Regions from separate parts of the Hordeum vulgare genome. Here region 2 is linked to region 1. Evidence: chromatin contacts called from public Hi-C data. All regions are on one chromosome and are shown on one strand. Each heading gives the region's core, a stretch centred on a gene start, on an enhancer-like site or on the middle of the called end of the contact. The rest is flanking DNA. Distances are from core to core; before and after follow the strand shown.

The links. A called contact is a pair of places that touch in the nucleus more often than the background predicts.
Region 2: a Hi-C map of leaf shows a contact between it and region 1, with 6 times the contacts expected there. The contact joins the promoter of LOC123404063 here to the enhancer-like site in region 1. A contact is called at or near these places in 3 of 6 Hi-C or Micro-C datasets (leaf and seedling).

The regions. Positions count from the first base shown.
Region 1 is chr6H:380,508,365-380,515,815 of MorexV3_pseudomolecules_assembly, reverse strand. No RefSeq gene overlaps it. Among protein-coding and RNA genes, the nearest start is that of LOC123404010, 120 kb to the left of the region's middle. Within about 2 kb of position 2,860, at least 3 of the 3 cell types and tissues checked have open chromatin away from gene starts, as enhancers often do. A contact at or near this core is called in leaf and seedling, where this site is marked.
Region 2 is chr6H:380,776,593-380,783,110 of MorexV3_pseudomolecules_assembly, reverse strand. It overlaps LOC123404063 (phytosulfokine receptor 1-like), which reads left to right and starts at 4,108. Exons shown (of 1, transcript XM_045097988.1): 1 at 4,108-6,518. The coding sequence starts at 4,860. LOC123404064 (a long non-coding RNA gene) reads right to left here. Exons shown (of 2, transcript XR_006611619.1): 2 at 3,399-3,908.

The sequences.
Region 1 (7,451 bases), core at 1,611-4,110:
ATCACATGACTTGTGACAAGAACCTATTGATGGACATTCCATTAGCTCCATCTCATTTGAAGCATATCACCTACGTTGACAAAGGAAAAAAAACAAGGTATAGGGTCTAGGTAAGGTTGCAATCTAAAAGGAACGACACATGGACAAAGTCATGCGTGTCGAATCCCTCAAATTTATCCTCATGTCGGTTTTAATGCGTTGTGATCTTGATATGTTGCCATCTTTGGCAAATATCGTTGCATAGTCGTCATGGAATCTGACAAATACAAAGTCTTCGAGGGCTTTAGGGGAGTAGACTTGTATATTGTTGATTTCTCTACTGGTCCACAACTGGCCACATGTCTACTTGCAAAAGCTTCAGAAGGCTAGCTATGGCGTCGACGACTTGGACATGTTGGCTGATACTTGTGATTTACGTTGGGTTTTTCATGAAGAGGAACGGGTTATCGTAGCACAATGTGGGTAAGTATTTTCCTTGGTTATGAAAACAAGGTTTATCGAACCAATACGAATATCAACCACAACCGTCTTCAGCGGTTGCACACAAATAAACAAACAATTTGCACCCAACATATGTCGGGGTGCACGCCGGACCTTGGGCCTTAAATCTTGTCATTCATCTCACCCGCCTACCGGGTCACCAGTGAGTTGCCAAGCTCGGTCGGGTCATCAGTGAATTGCTAAGTCCCGGTCGGGTCATGCTTCTAGCCAAGTTATACCACGGGGTATATCCCCGACACGCTCCCTATAGGAACCACGAGGCTTCATGTGAGAAGTTCTAGTTTGTGAGAAACTTATGTCAAAACCTTTCCCATATTGGAAAAAATAGTAACCACAACATGTTGGTGCCATTTCATGACATCATACCAAGCTTTATGAATTTCGCATGAGTTTTGGATTTATAGGTTTAAAAACCAAGCTTCTCAATGTTTGCAATCCATCCACAACGCCAAGTTGTTCGAAATTCATTCCCACTTGCTTGTAAACTAAACATGCACCCAGGACACATATATTATTTTTCAACCAATTTTAATGCACTTAAGCACGTGCGTATAGTTAAAATTTGAAATATACACACTAAATGCCTAGAAAACTCACTTAATGTTTAAAAACGTCCTTACGAACCCTCGATAATTCAAGATTTTAACATGACACTACTAGTAATACATGTCGCCTCCCAAAAAAATTCAATGTGAGAAGATGCAATGAATGCCGCTCTGTGTACAAATGTGACATGTTCCCTATCAGAACCACGCGGCTTCTAGTGAGAAGCTCTAGTTTGTAAGAAGGTTATGCCAAAACTTTTCCCAATTTGAAGAAAGCATTTGCCACAGCATGTTGGTGCCAGTTCATGGCACCATGCCAAGTTTCATGAATTTCAGATGAGTTTCGGATTTATAGGAATTTAAAAATCAACATTTTCAATGTTTACGGCCGATCCACGACGCCGGGGTGTTTGGAATTCATTGGAACTAAACATGCAACGAGGGAACACATATGTGATTTTTAATCCATTTTGATGCACTCGAGCTTCTACACATAGTTAAAACTTTAAATATCCACACTAAATGCCTAGAAAACTCAATGAATGCATAAAAACGTCCAAACAAACATTGGACGATTCCAAATTTTAACACGACACTTGTAACAGCCCGAGGCCAACGCTCCACATGCCTTCCATTTATTTTGGGCTTCGTCGTGTGATTTATTTGTTTGTCGCAGTCATCCTCGCATCATTCGCATTTCATCGGCACTCTGTTGCCTTTATTTTCTAAAACTTGCATCCATTCGTAGTTGCCAGTTTTTTCGTTCTTCTCGTTGACCGTTTCGAGGCCAAACACACTCGCACGCGCCCGTGGCATCATTGAAAATATTGTCTTTAAAGTGGGTATAAAATATTTTTCAAATGGGTTGAAATTTGGCGTGCACTCTTATTATATTGTAGGTAGATCACCTATCAAATTTTGCCGCATTCGAGGGTCGTTTGATACCCGAACGAATAACCCTATAACGCCACTATAGCTGGTAAAACCACGGACACTTTCGGTATTTCTAAAACCTATGAGGGACCACACACTTCTCTCTCATCTCAGTCCAACACCTCTCCACATCGTACCACAACCCACCTAGTCTACCTCCTGACCGGAGCCGTCCGATCGAAATCGTAAGGTCTCAAAGCAGACTAAAACCTCCAACTTAGCCCTCCTTTTTATAAATAGACCCACTATCCTGCCTATTGTGGAAACCCTAGACCTGTGGGCCCCACAATCCGTGCCTCATCATTCCCACCACTACTCCGCACCAAACCTGGTCAAACGGGCCGGGCTAAACAGGCCGGCCCGCCAGCCCGCCACGACGGCACGACAGGGCCCGGCCCGGCACGATTTAAACGGGTCGTGTCAGGCACGCGACACGCCTCGGGCCGTGCCTGGGCCTGAGGGCTGGGCACGCGGGCCGCCACGGCACGACCCGTTTATTTTTTTTACTCATTTATATATATAGGATAAAAGAATTAACCTATATTAAAATAGGCCCAAAATAGCCTAACATGCCAAAATCAGTCCAAATAATAGCCTAAAAAAACTAACAGACTAACGGGCCTGGCGTGCCTACGGGCCGGCCCGTATAGCCTCCGTGTCGTGCGTGGGCCGGGAGGCTGCGCCGGTGAGCCGGCACGGCACGGCCCAGCTAATAATCGGACCCACGCGTGCCATGCTGTGCTTGGCACGATTATGGTGGGCCGGGCCGGGCCGGCCCGTTTGGCCAGGTCTGCTCCGCACCCACCACCTACGCCCTCCAACTCCCTCACCCGTCGCGTCCCGTCAGGCCCGATTCGGGCCCACGAAGCCCATCCACCGACGTCACGAAACCCACCCGTGCTCGTGCCCGTGAGCCTCCCCGACGGCCCGACCCGGCTGCTCTCGCGTTGGAAGCTCGCTCGAGCTTGCTGGAGGACCTCCTTGACCACGAGGCTGACGACCTCGACCAGGCCGGTCCCTTACTCTGGTCTCTCTTCCTCTCACTAATTTCTCTCTCTCTCTCTCCCTCCCGTTCTACAGGAACCCGCCATGGATGTCGCCGCCCAAGCTCTGGCCGCCACCGTTCATCGCGCCACCACCGGGTACGGTTGCCATGCGGCACGTTCTGTCTGTTCCCGACCTCACTGCACCTCGTGCCCTCCTCTATGTCGTCGCGCCGCCCGTAGGAGTTCATCAGCGCGGGCGCCTCCTCTGGTTCGTTGGAGGAGGACGATGCCCTCGTTCCCGCTTGCGTTGACCTCGCATTAGGCCGGGCCAACAACCGTCGTGAGCCCTAGCTGCACCCGCAGTTGGCGTGCCACGCCTACCGCATGGGCCGCCTCCAAGCCCATCCTTCACCAGTGCCACGTGCTGGCCCAGCCTCCTCTTGTGCCAAGCCAACTTCAGCCCAGCTGAGTACGGTGAGAACCTTAGCCCTAGCGTGTGTTAACCCGTGCCACGGGCCATATTTAGTATCTTGCGCCATTCCCTGTTAGCCCAGTTTCGCCCAGATTTGCCCCGTGTATTTTTTCTTCGTCTGCGATTTATCTAATTATCAAGACATTGCAGATTTTAAAAGAACATCATTTTAAAATGCTAATAATTAATTAACCGTGCATCGGATGAAATCGTTTTATATATGTAAAATGTTCAGAATTTCGTGTAAATTCACAATATCAAACTTTCACATGGGTTAATTTTTAAAAAATACTGTTTTCACGCAATTTGCATTAATGGCCTATTAAAACGGTTTATTTCATAACTAAATAAATGTAACTCCTATGCATGTGGCTCGTTCATGTAATTTGTTATTTGTGATGTTCTCTATCATGCCATGCCATTGGTTTTGATGTAAAAAATCTACATCATGTCCATTTGTTACACTTAAGTAGGTATATGTTAAATATTCTTTTTTGTTAATGAAAAGTACCATTTGCAAAAATCATACTAAGCAAACAATGCATCCTTTGGACTAGTGCCAATTGGGTAATTTATAGTATGTCGTGACTATTTGCTAGTATGTTTGCCATGCCATGAAATTCATGTTTAGTTAGTTTTCATAACATGAACATGCTTACACAATGTTGCTATTTTGAGATTTTAAAATATTTCTTAGTCTGAAAATTGTTATGCAACTTGTTGTTTTGTCTTCTTAATGGCCATTGATCTATAGCCCCTTTGTTGTTGCCCACTTGAAGTATTTTGTAAAGCATGTTGGACTATCATGTTGTGTCATTAGCTGCCTTTGAATGGTAGTTATTATTGTCGTAAAAAATGCCCACATGTGAAGAACTACTACACTTGCATCCTGTTATTTTCACCAAGTGTGAGAATCCGTTTGATTTGGATAGCCTTTTGTGTTGATGCTAGCCATGTTTCTGTGCAGATTTTGACCATGCTCATGTTGAATGAAATGACCATTATGTCAACTACCATGTTGTACATTTACATTCCATGAAAAGTTCTATAGCATATTTAAACTTTTCCATGAATATGCCTTCATTTTAAATATATTTTTCAAAATCTGTGATTTTCACTAAGTCCTAATCTCTTATATTTTCTAGACATGTTGTGAGCATCCTAGCAATTAGTCCATGACTCTTTTCACAATGATTTCTATTGATGAAATGAAGTGCATATAACATAGTACTACCCATGTCTTGTTTGTGCATTTTAAGTTCATGTAGCTTGTTGTTTTCATGATTCCAAGTTGCTATGTTGTTGTTTTGGACAGATTATAACTAAAACTTGAGTTGTTTGCAATTGTTGAACCGTTGCTCCGTTTTGAACATGTCGTACATGAAACTTGCCTAGAATTCCATGTAGTTTCATAATATCTTGTCGCATCTAGGATTAACATGTTTCTGATTGTTGTTTGTACGCATTGTGCATTCATGACATACTTATCTTGTGTTGGTCATATCTTTTAGGCCATAGCTCATATATGTAAATCTCCTAGAATGACGAGTAGAATCACTTGGTGCATTTTGTTCACCCATTTAATAAATATAAAACATGTTTTAGGACAGACCTGTACCAATTTCAAAATTTACATATGAGGTTGTTTTAAAAATACTATATGTTGTTTCCAACCTCATTTAAAATGCCTACATAAATAGTTTATTTATGCTTCATCTCTTTCCATGTTTAACGACATTTAAACTTGTCGTGTAACTAAATGAGAGTGAACTAAATGATTCGAGCGTGGAGTTTCATCAATATGCAACTCGTTACATATTGAACTTTACTTAATGTGTAGAAGTTAATTGTTTTGCTTTGTAATGTCTTGCGTATTTAAACCGTACATGCATCATACTTGATTATGCATCATGTAATGAATATGTTGCGGTGTTTACCATGTCATTTGTTTGTTTATGGATTTCTTCTTCTCGATAGAGTTCCAAAAGCATTTTAGAGTGTGAGGATTCGTTCGACTATGTTGGTTCGTCTACTTCAAGAATTCGTTCTTCTTCCAAGCGGGATCTCAGGCAAGATGATCATTTCCGTGAATACCACAACTATCATTGCCATGCTAGTTGTCTTGTTTCTATCTCTATGTATCACTTCCTACCACTTGTTTGTCAAGCCTCCCAGAAATGCCATGATAAGCCTCTAACCATCCACCTCCCAGCAAACCATTGCTTGGCTAAGTTACACTTGTTCAGCCCCTCTTATAGAGTTTCTAGTTGCAGGTGCAGGTTATTCAATGTGATAACGTGGATATCTTTTAAATATCACAATATTCTTGCTATTTAATTTAATGCATCTATATACTTGGTAAAAGGTGGAAGGTTTGGCCTTTTGCTTGATGACTTGTTCCACCTTTGTCGCCTTAGTTTCCGACTATCAGTGTTATGTTCCATATTGAGCACTCCTAAAATGCCTGAGGTTGTTATGGGGACCCACTTGATAATTCGTTTTGGGATAAAACTCTTCCGGCAAGGCCCAACATCTGTACTATATTTGCCCAACATAATAATACTGAACACCCTTATTAAAGCACAGGGATTCATGAACCTGAGGATTAATTCAACATAATACAGGGAGGTCCAGTGGTGATGGCGTTGGTCCTAGATAGAGTCATGTGCGGGGCCAACCCGGGGCAACTCGGGTAATTTCTATTAGGGCACTGTACGATGTGCTCATCCGGTCATGTCCTAAGAACGAGATATGCACCTCCTATCTGGTTCATCGACATGTCGGGTGGTCTTGCTGGATTTTTTTATCCTTCTCGAATGCCTTGTGCACCAAGGTTCCAAGGACACTTCGGGCTATCTCGAGGTTGAGGTTTTCCACTGCAGGTTGTAGCTAGTTTGTGATGGATGTGTTGGAGCATCCCTGTAGGGTTAAATCTTTCTGAGAGTCGTGCTCGCGGTTATGTGGAAACTTGGAAATTGTTTAATACCTAGGTATAGCAAACTGAAGTAAACTCAACTAAGATACACCCAATGTGTGAGTAACCGTGGTCGTCTCTTTTTGAGGGAGTTAGGGAAGAGAACGCAGTGGGGTTATGTTTGACTAGTAAGTAGGTGTTCATGATCACTTCTTGATCCATACTAGTTCATGTACGTTTATGCATAGACCACTCTTCTTATTCTTGTACTCATAAGTTTGCCAGATATCAAATACTTAGTGCTCGTTGCAGCCTCAGCACTTAACCATACCTCACCCATTAAGCTTTGCTAGTCTTGATATCCTTGAAAATGAGATTGTGGAGTCCCAATGGCTCAATACAGGTAATGTGATGATTTGATGTGAGAGCTATGCTTGTTTGATTTGGAGTTCTTCTTCTTCTTCTTCGATCATAGGATGGGTTCTAGGCTGGCAACCTCGAATAGTAAGATGGTTGTCGGTTTTATCATCTGATTTCGTTCGTAGTCGGACCCTGCTTTTATGTATAACGCTTGCTATGGATGATTATATTGAGCTGATCATGATAAAGCTTGTGGTGAGTGTAAGCAAATTCCGTATACTCATCTCCTCTTTGCATGTACTTGTAGCGATATCCGTTCTTGCTAAACGACGAGATGCACTTCTATCCCTATCAATGCACTCGAGCCAGGATACTAATCCATGTGCCCTTTGGAAAACAAAATTCAAGGCGAGAAGAGGCAACGAATGTCGTTTCGTCCACAAAGGTGACATGTTCCCTATAGGAACCACGAGTCTTCTAGTGAGAAGCTCTAATTTGTGAGAAGCTTATGCCAAAACATTTCCCAAATTGGATAACAAATTTAGCAAAACATGTTAGTGCCATTTCATGACACCATACCAAATTTTATGAATTCCAGATGAGTTTTGGATTTATATGAATTTAAAAACCAAGTTCTCAATGTTTGCAGCCGATCCATGAATCCAAGGTGTTTGAAATTCGTTCTCAATTCTTGGATGGGAACTATATACATATACGATTCAACCAATTTTGGTGCACTT
Region 2 (6,518 bases), core at 2,859-5,358, 270 kb before region 1:
TTGATATGGAGCATCGAAAAGTTTCGAGAGGTGATGACTGTTTGTATGATCATGCACAACATAATCGTGAAGGGTGAGCGAGATAACAACACCTACAACCAAGGGTTTGAATATCATGGTGAAAATATTGTGCCTGAGCAACAAGAACCGACAACATTTCAATAATTCACCTAATTTCATCATGAAAGGCATGATTGTCATTTGTCATACTCATATGCAACTCCAAAATGATTTGGCTTAATACACACAAAATTACATTGATAACCAATACATGTATCGGTTCATTTTCTTTCCATGTATTCATGACCATTTATATTTGATTGTAATTTTTTTTTATTTGGTTGTGAAACTATTTGTTATTATGATATTATATGACTTATTTGGTTGTAAATTATACGCAACGTTTCTTTTTAGTTAAAAAAAGTCTGCATTTGGTTGCCGGCCGGTGGGGCGGACCAAATACTGTCGTTCGTGTTGGGCATTGCCTACACACATTCATAAGAAAAAAGTTTAATTTAAACCTTAAACTTGTAGAGCTTGGTAAATCAAACATCCAACTCAAAATTCCGGTCGTTGACAGCCTGAACTTATCAATCAAGGTCCAAATTGAACCCCGCAGCTGTCTTTTACATAAAAAATCAAATATCTCAAAATGGGATAATTTCTACTTCTAGTCTTGCGCGGGCCGCCCGGTAACTATTTTTTTGTATTCATGCCGACTTGCACAGGAACTGTTAGTTTCGGTAATTCTTTTTTTTTCATACTCGTGCCCAACAACTCTTTTTCTTCTCTTTTAATTTTTTGTATCCGTAATTTCTTTTACCATTTTATATCCTTTTTGTTTTCTTTAATATACAATTTCCATAGACATTTTTGTGTTTACATATTTTTTCCTTCTTTCTTTTTTATTTTTCATTTTCCCTATTTTATTATCAGATTTATTTTTAAACATTATGTATCAACTTTGATGTACACTTACAATATACATTGAACATTTTACAATACAAGGTCAATTATCTTAAATATATGTTGTACATTTTTCAACTTCGTATTTTTTAGAATTCATGAACAACTTTCAAACTTGTGAATGTTTCAAAAAAAATCATGAAAAATAATTCAAATTCACAAAAAAATTTGACTTCATGAACGTGTTACGAGTTTGTGGGTATGTGTTCAACTTCACAAAATATTTTCAAACTCATGACCATTTTTTTCCAATTCATGAACACTTTATAAATTTGTGAACGCACTTTTCGAGTTCATAAACATTTTTTTCATTTGAGTTCGTGATCTATTTTTTAAATCCAGGAACAATTTTTAAATTCAAAACATTTTTGGAATTCATGAAAGTTTTTCAAATTCAAGAAACCTTTTCCAATTTGCAGACATTTTTCCAAACTGTTGAATCTTTTTAACATTTGAGAACATTTTTTATTTCCGAATTTGTTTCCAGATTTGTGAACATTTTTGAATTCACAAACATTTTTTTCAAACTCCTGAAGTATTTCCAGCATTAAGAATATTTGTTAATTTTTGAAAATTTATATCTCATTTGCAAACATTTTTTAATAACATGCACATTTTTTCATATTCATAAAAAATAAACCTTGACTAACCCATCAAAGGAGCGACCTCGAAGATGTAATCCCATGATGGTCGCTTTCCCGGTGCATCAAACAGCTTCAAGGTTCGATTTATACTGGAATTTATAAGTTCAAGGTGCCAACGATGGGGATTCGAAGTTAAAGATTTGATTTAGCTAAGCTATACAAGTTTAAGGTTTAAAATAAACTTTTTCTCATTCGTAAACAAGACCGGACGGCGTTCGTTTGCCTAACTTATAATTGGATAAAATCCACTTAAAATGGACGTCTCTTTGGAGCGCGTGTTGGAATTGGCCTTACGCAACGGTGAAATCAAGAGTGGGCACGGCTCGGGAGGCCGGCAAGCGGCAAGCAAGACATCGGCGGTCGTAGCCTGATCCCATCGACCGGCCGTGTCAGCCGAAGACGCAACCCTTTCTACGCTAGCTCCCTTGGATGGGCCGCTCGGATGGATGGTTTGGTTAGGTCATGACAGTGAAATAAAGCGGTCGACCGACGACGCCACCTCGCCGGCCCACCGCCCACAAAATCGTCGGAGAAGTGGTGGTGTCTCGTCGCACTGGCACGGTGTCGGTCGATCGCGCGGTCGTTGGTGGTGGTATGATGATAGCGGTAGTGGTACATGCCGATGTCACGCTGCCGCCTCCCGGTGAGTCTACTCGGTGCACGACCAGTGTTCTCTGCTCATCGATCACCCGCTAGTGGCTGCGTGCTCTCTGCTCCGGTGACCCATGTCAGGTGCCGGACCGCGAGCTCATTGGACTGGAGGAAAGGGGCGACGGGCATCTTCATCCTAGTGCCCACTGACCGCCGGGAAAAATAGCAATATCTCCATCCCAAAGGAATCCATCGCTCCACCACTGGTTGTTTTGTTGTTAGCTAGCTAGTGGGTTGTGTAGGGAGATAAGGCGCACCATTAGCCACCAGAATCCGGTTCCGCGACTTGGATTACTTATAAGTCTGGGGCTAACCGTGCCATGATTGTTGATTAATCGCGCGGATATGTTCTTCGTTAAAGTCTCTGCGAAATACTACTAGAAAGGAGAGATACGCACTAAAGCAAAAAATAATATTACCCAAATTATCGGTTCACGACGGCCGGATACGATCTTGTCTTGTGCACATGAAGACGATTGAAATGCTGCGCATTCTATCTAGTCTTGTGCACATGAAGACGATTGAGATGCTGCGCATTCTATCTAGTCTTGTGCACTAGTGGCACGGGCAGTCTGTGACTTGTAGTGGAGTACATGTGATTTAACGATGACACTAAACCAAAGATGAAAAGGGCTTTCTGCCCTCCTAGTCCTAGAGCGGTCGGTCATTACTCATTAGTGTTCTTGCACACGCACGCCATCATCTCTCTCAGGGAAATCAACTCCAAATTTAAACCTTTCCAAGACTCTACTCAACCGCACAGGTCCGGCAATTCGTGGAAAAGAAGGCAAAGGAAAAGACAAAAGTTACGGGTAGTGGGCGTGCAAGTGGCGTAGCATTCCCGCCAGGTAATTGGCCGCCCCTGTCCGAGTGGCCATAGACGAAATGCGCACCGGTGGCAACTTGCACCATACCTAGCTCAGTCTGTTATTTTACCACGATTAGATGTATGTTCCTATATGATATGAAGTCAATTACCATGTCACTGAGGAACAGGTAGTATGATGCATATCAATTAGGTAATTTTAATAAAATGACATAGAACTAAATGAAAAAAGAAAAGGTTGAGTATCATATCATGATATCATATCATCTTAAATGATATGCTACCGTGCGTTATGCATGACAACAAATAAATAATTCCATAATACTAACATACAGATATAGTATCATATGCATAATACTAATATATGATGGCAGGCCGGTGAAATACGAGACGACAACACGTACGTCTTAAAGTTCCATAACGCTTAAAGGAATGATGATAGGCTCCATTAAATCCTCCAAACGACTCGCCGAGTTCCAAAATTAAACTGCATATGGTCTCGTACGTCTGTATTTTCTTAGGGTAGACACCGAGCCAGATAACATTAAACCGATGACCCAGACCCAGCTCTCACCAACAACAGAGCGCAGTGCTTCATCCACAGATTTTATCAGCCATCAACTCGAGCCTAATTTATAATAGACCAAAATGCAGAGTACGAGTAGAATTCTCCCCAGCCCTTTGTACCGTATAATAAGCGCCTAGCTTTTGGAGCCGTGCCATATGTTCACGGGAGGGCACGGCAGGGCCATGGCCGGCCCGGCCGAAAGGGGCGGCTGCACATGCACAGCTTGCCGCTGGCCGTTGACTCTCCTGCCAACCTGCCACAACCAGCCATCCTTCAGTTTTTGGATATACTCCCTCCTAAATATAATTATTTTTCGATATTTCATTAAAGATCTGCATACGGAGCAAAATAAATGAATCTACACTCTAAAACATGTTCATATACATCGGTATGTAGTTCCTAGTGAAACATCTAAAAAGACATATATTTAGAAACGAAGGGAGTACAAGCCTGACAAGTATAGCAACTAGCTATCTTCGAACATATAAATATCTTATGGAAAGCATTCCTAATTAATCATGATTTTGGTATTACGTCCATGACAGGGCCCATTATATGTAAAAAATATTACTGTATTTGTTATAAAAAAATCGACAGTGCTAATATCTGCAAGATTGATTGCCTGTATATTCTCTAAGAGACTGCTCCCTTGAGCTCGTAGAAGTGCCTTCAACAGCAATCGGTTACACCCGTGCGAAATAGCCACACATAGAGAAGCATAATCAATCTAGTTCTTCGAATATCTAGCAATATCCATTTTGTATGCAGGCCGTATCCTTCACCAGTCCGCTTTCACGCTAGTTATTAGATTCATATCCCGAAAACAGCCAAAAGGAAAAGGAAAGCGAGAATGAAAAGGACGGTTAGGCCAACTTTGAACGCAAGTCAAAAGATTTCCGACCATGGATTTCTCTAGCAAGTTGACAGAGACAATCAATTTCCTCAAGAAAATTCGGGACTCCCACTGCCGAGTGCCTGCACAATCAAAGGTCAAAACCGGAGCACGCACCACCCTACTCTGATGTCCTACCGTCTCACACCTCGCCTCCCTCCCTCATCCTTCACTGCCGCCTGCCGCCACCATTGTTGCTTGGGAAACCAGCTTTACGCCCCAAATGGCTTAGATATCACATAGCTCCTGAACACAGCAAACAAGAACCTCTCTTCCCCATTCAAGAGCATCAGCATAGCTCTTCTTGCATCAATGGGGCATTTCTTGATGAAACGCACTACCACATGGCCAACCTGTTTCATCCTATGGTGCTTGTCCACGCAGCTTCTCTTCCTGTCCCCGGTCTACTCCCTCAACCAAAGCTCCTGCAACCCAGATGATTATGGTGCACTGGAAGGCTTCCTGAGAGGTCTCACCGGAGGCATCAGCAGCTGGATGCTCTCAAACACGACATCCGAAGTGGCTAACTGCTGTGCATGGGCGGGTGTCACATGCGACGCTCGCGGCCGGGTCATCAGGCTGGACCTCCATGGCAGGAACCTCAAGGGCGAGCTGGCACTTTCGCTTGCACAGCTGGACCATCTCCAGTGGCTCAACCTCTCCAATAACAACCTCCGTGGTGCCATCCCGGCACCCCTCGTTCAGCTCCATAGGCTGCAGCGGCTCGACGTAAGCAACAACGAGCTTTCCGGCACATTCCCGGCCAACGTGTCACTCCCAGTGATTGATGTGTTCAACATATCCTTCAACTCATTCAGCGGCACCCATCCCACACTCCATGGTTCAGCTCAGCTTACGGTGTTCGACGCAGGGTACAATATGTTCACCGGGAGAATTGATTCAAGCATCTGTGAGTCATCTCGAGTGATCCGTGTGATAAGATTCACTTCGAATCTCTTTGCCGGGGAACTGCCGGCAGGCTTCGGAAACTGCACAAAGCTCGAGGAGCTATATGCCGAGCTCAACAGCATCTCCGGGAGCTTGCCAGACAACCTATTCAAGTTGCAATTTCTGAAGAATTTGTCTCTGCAGGAGAATCAGCTCACTGGTAGGATGAGCCCGAGGTTTGGCAATCTGTCCAGCCTTGCTCAGCTGGACATTTCTTTTAATTCCTTCTCTGGACAACTTCCAGATGTTTTTGGTAGGCTTGGCAAGTTAGAGTACTTCTCTGCACAGTCCAACCTCTTCAGAGGCCCATTGCCTGCTTCATTGTCCCAGTTGCCATCACTGAAGATGATGTACTTGCGAAACAATTCACTGAATGGAAGGATCAACCTCAATTGCTTGGAGATGAGACAACTGTGCTCACTTGACCTTGGGACAAATAGGTTCATTGGCACAATTGATAGCTTGTCAGATTGCCATCACCTCAGAAGCCTAAATCTTGGCACAAACAACCTCAGTGGCGAAATACCAGCCGATTTCAGAAAGCTTCAGTTTTTGTCCTACATCTCACTTTCGAACAACAGCTTCACAAATATTTCCTCGGCATTATCTGTCCTTCAGGACTGTCCAAGCCTAACAAGCCTTGTGTTGACAAAAAACTTCCATGATGGGAAGGCCTTGCCGATGACTGGAATATATGGCTTTCATAAGATCCAAGTGTTTGTGATTGCTAATAGCCATCTTTCTGGAGCAATACCACCATGGCTAGCTAATTTCAGAGAATTGAAGGTCCTAGATTTGTCATGGAATCAACTGTCTGGGGATATTCCTGCATGGATTGGTGATCTCAAGTTTCTATTCTATGTGGATCTTTCTAACAATTCACTTACAGGGGTAATACCAAACAGTTTCTCGAGTATGAAGGGCCTTCTTACATGCAACAGCTCACAGCAATCCACAGAGACTGATTATTTTCCATTCTTCATTAAAAGGAATAAAACAGGCAAAGGGTTGCAGTACAATCAG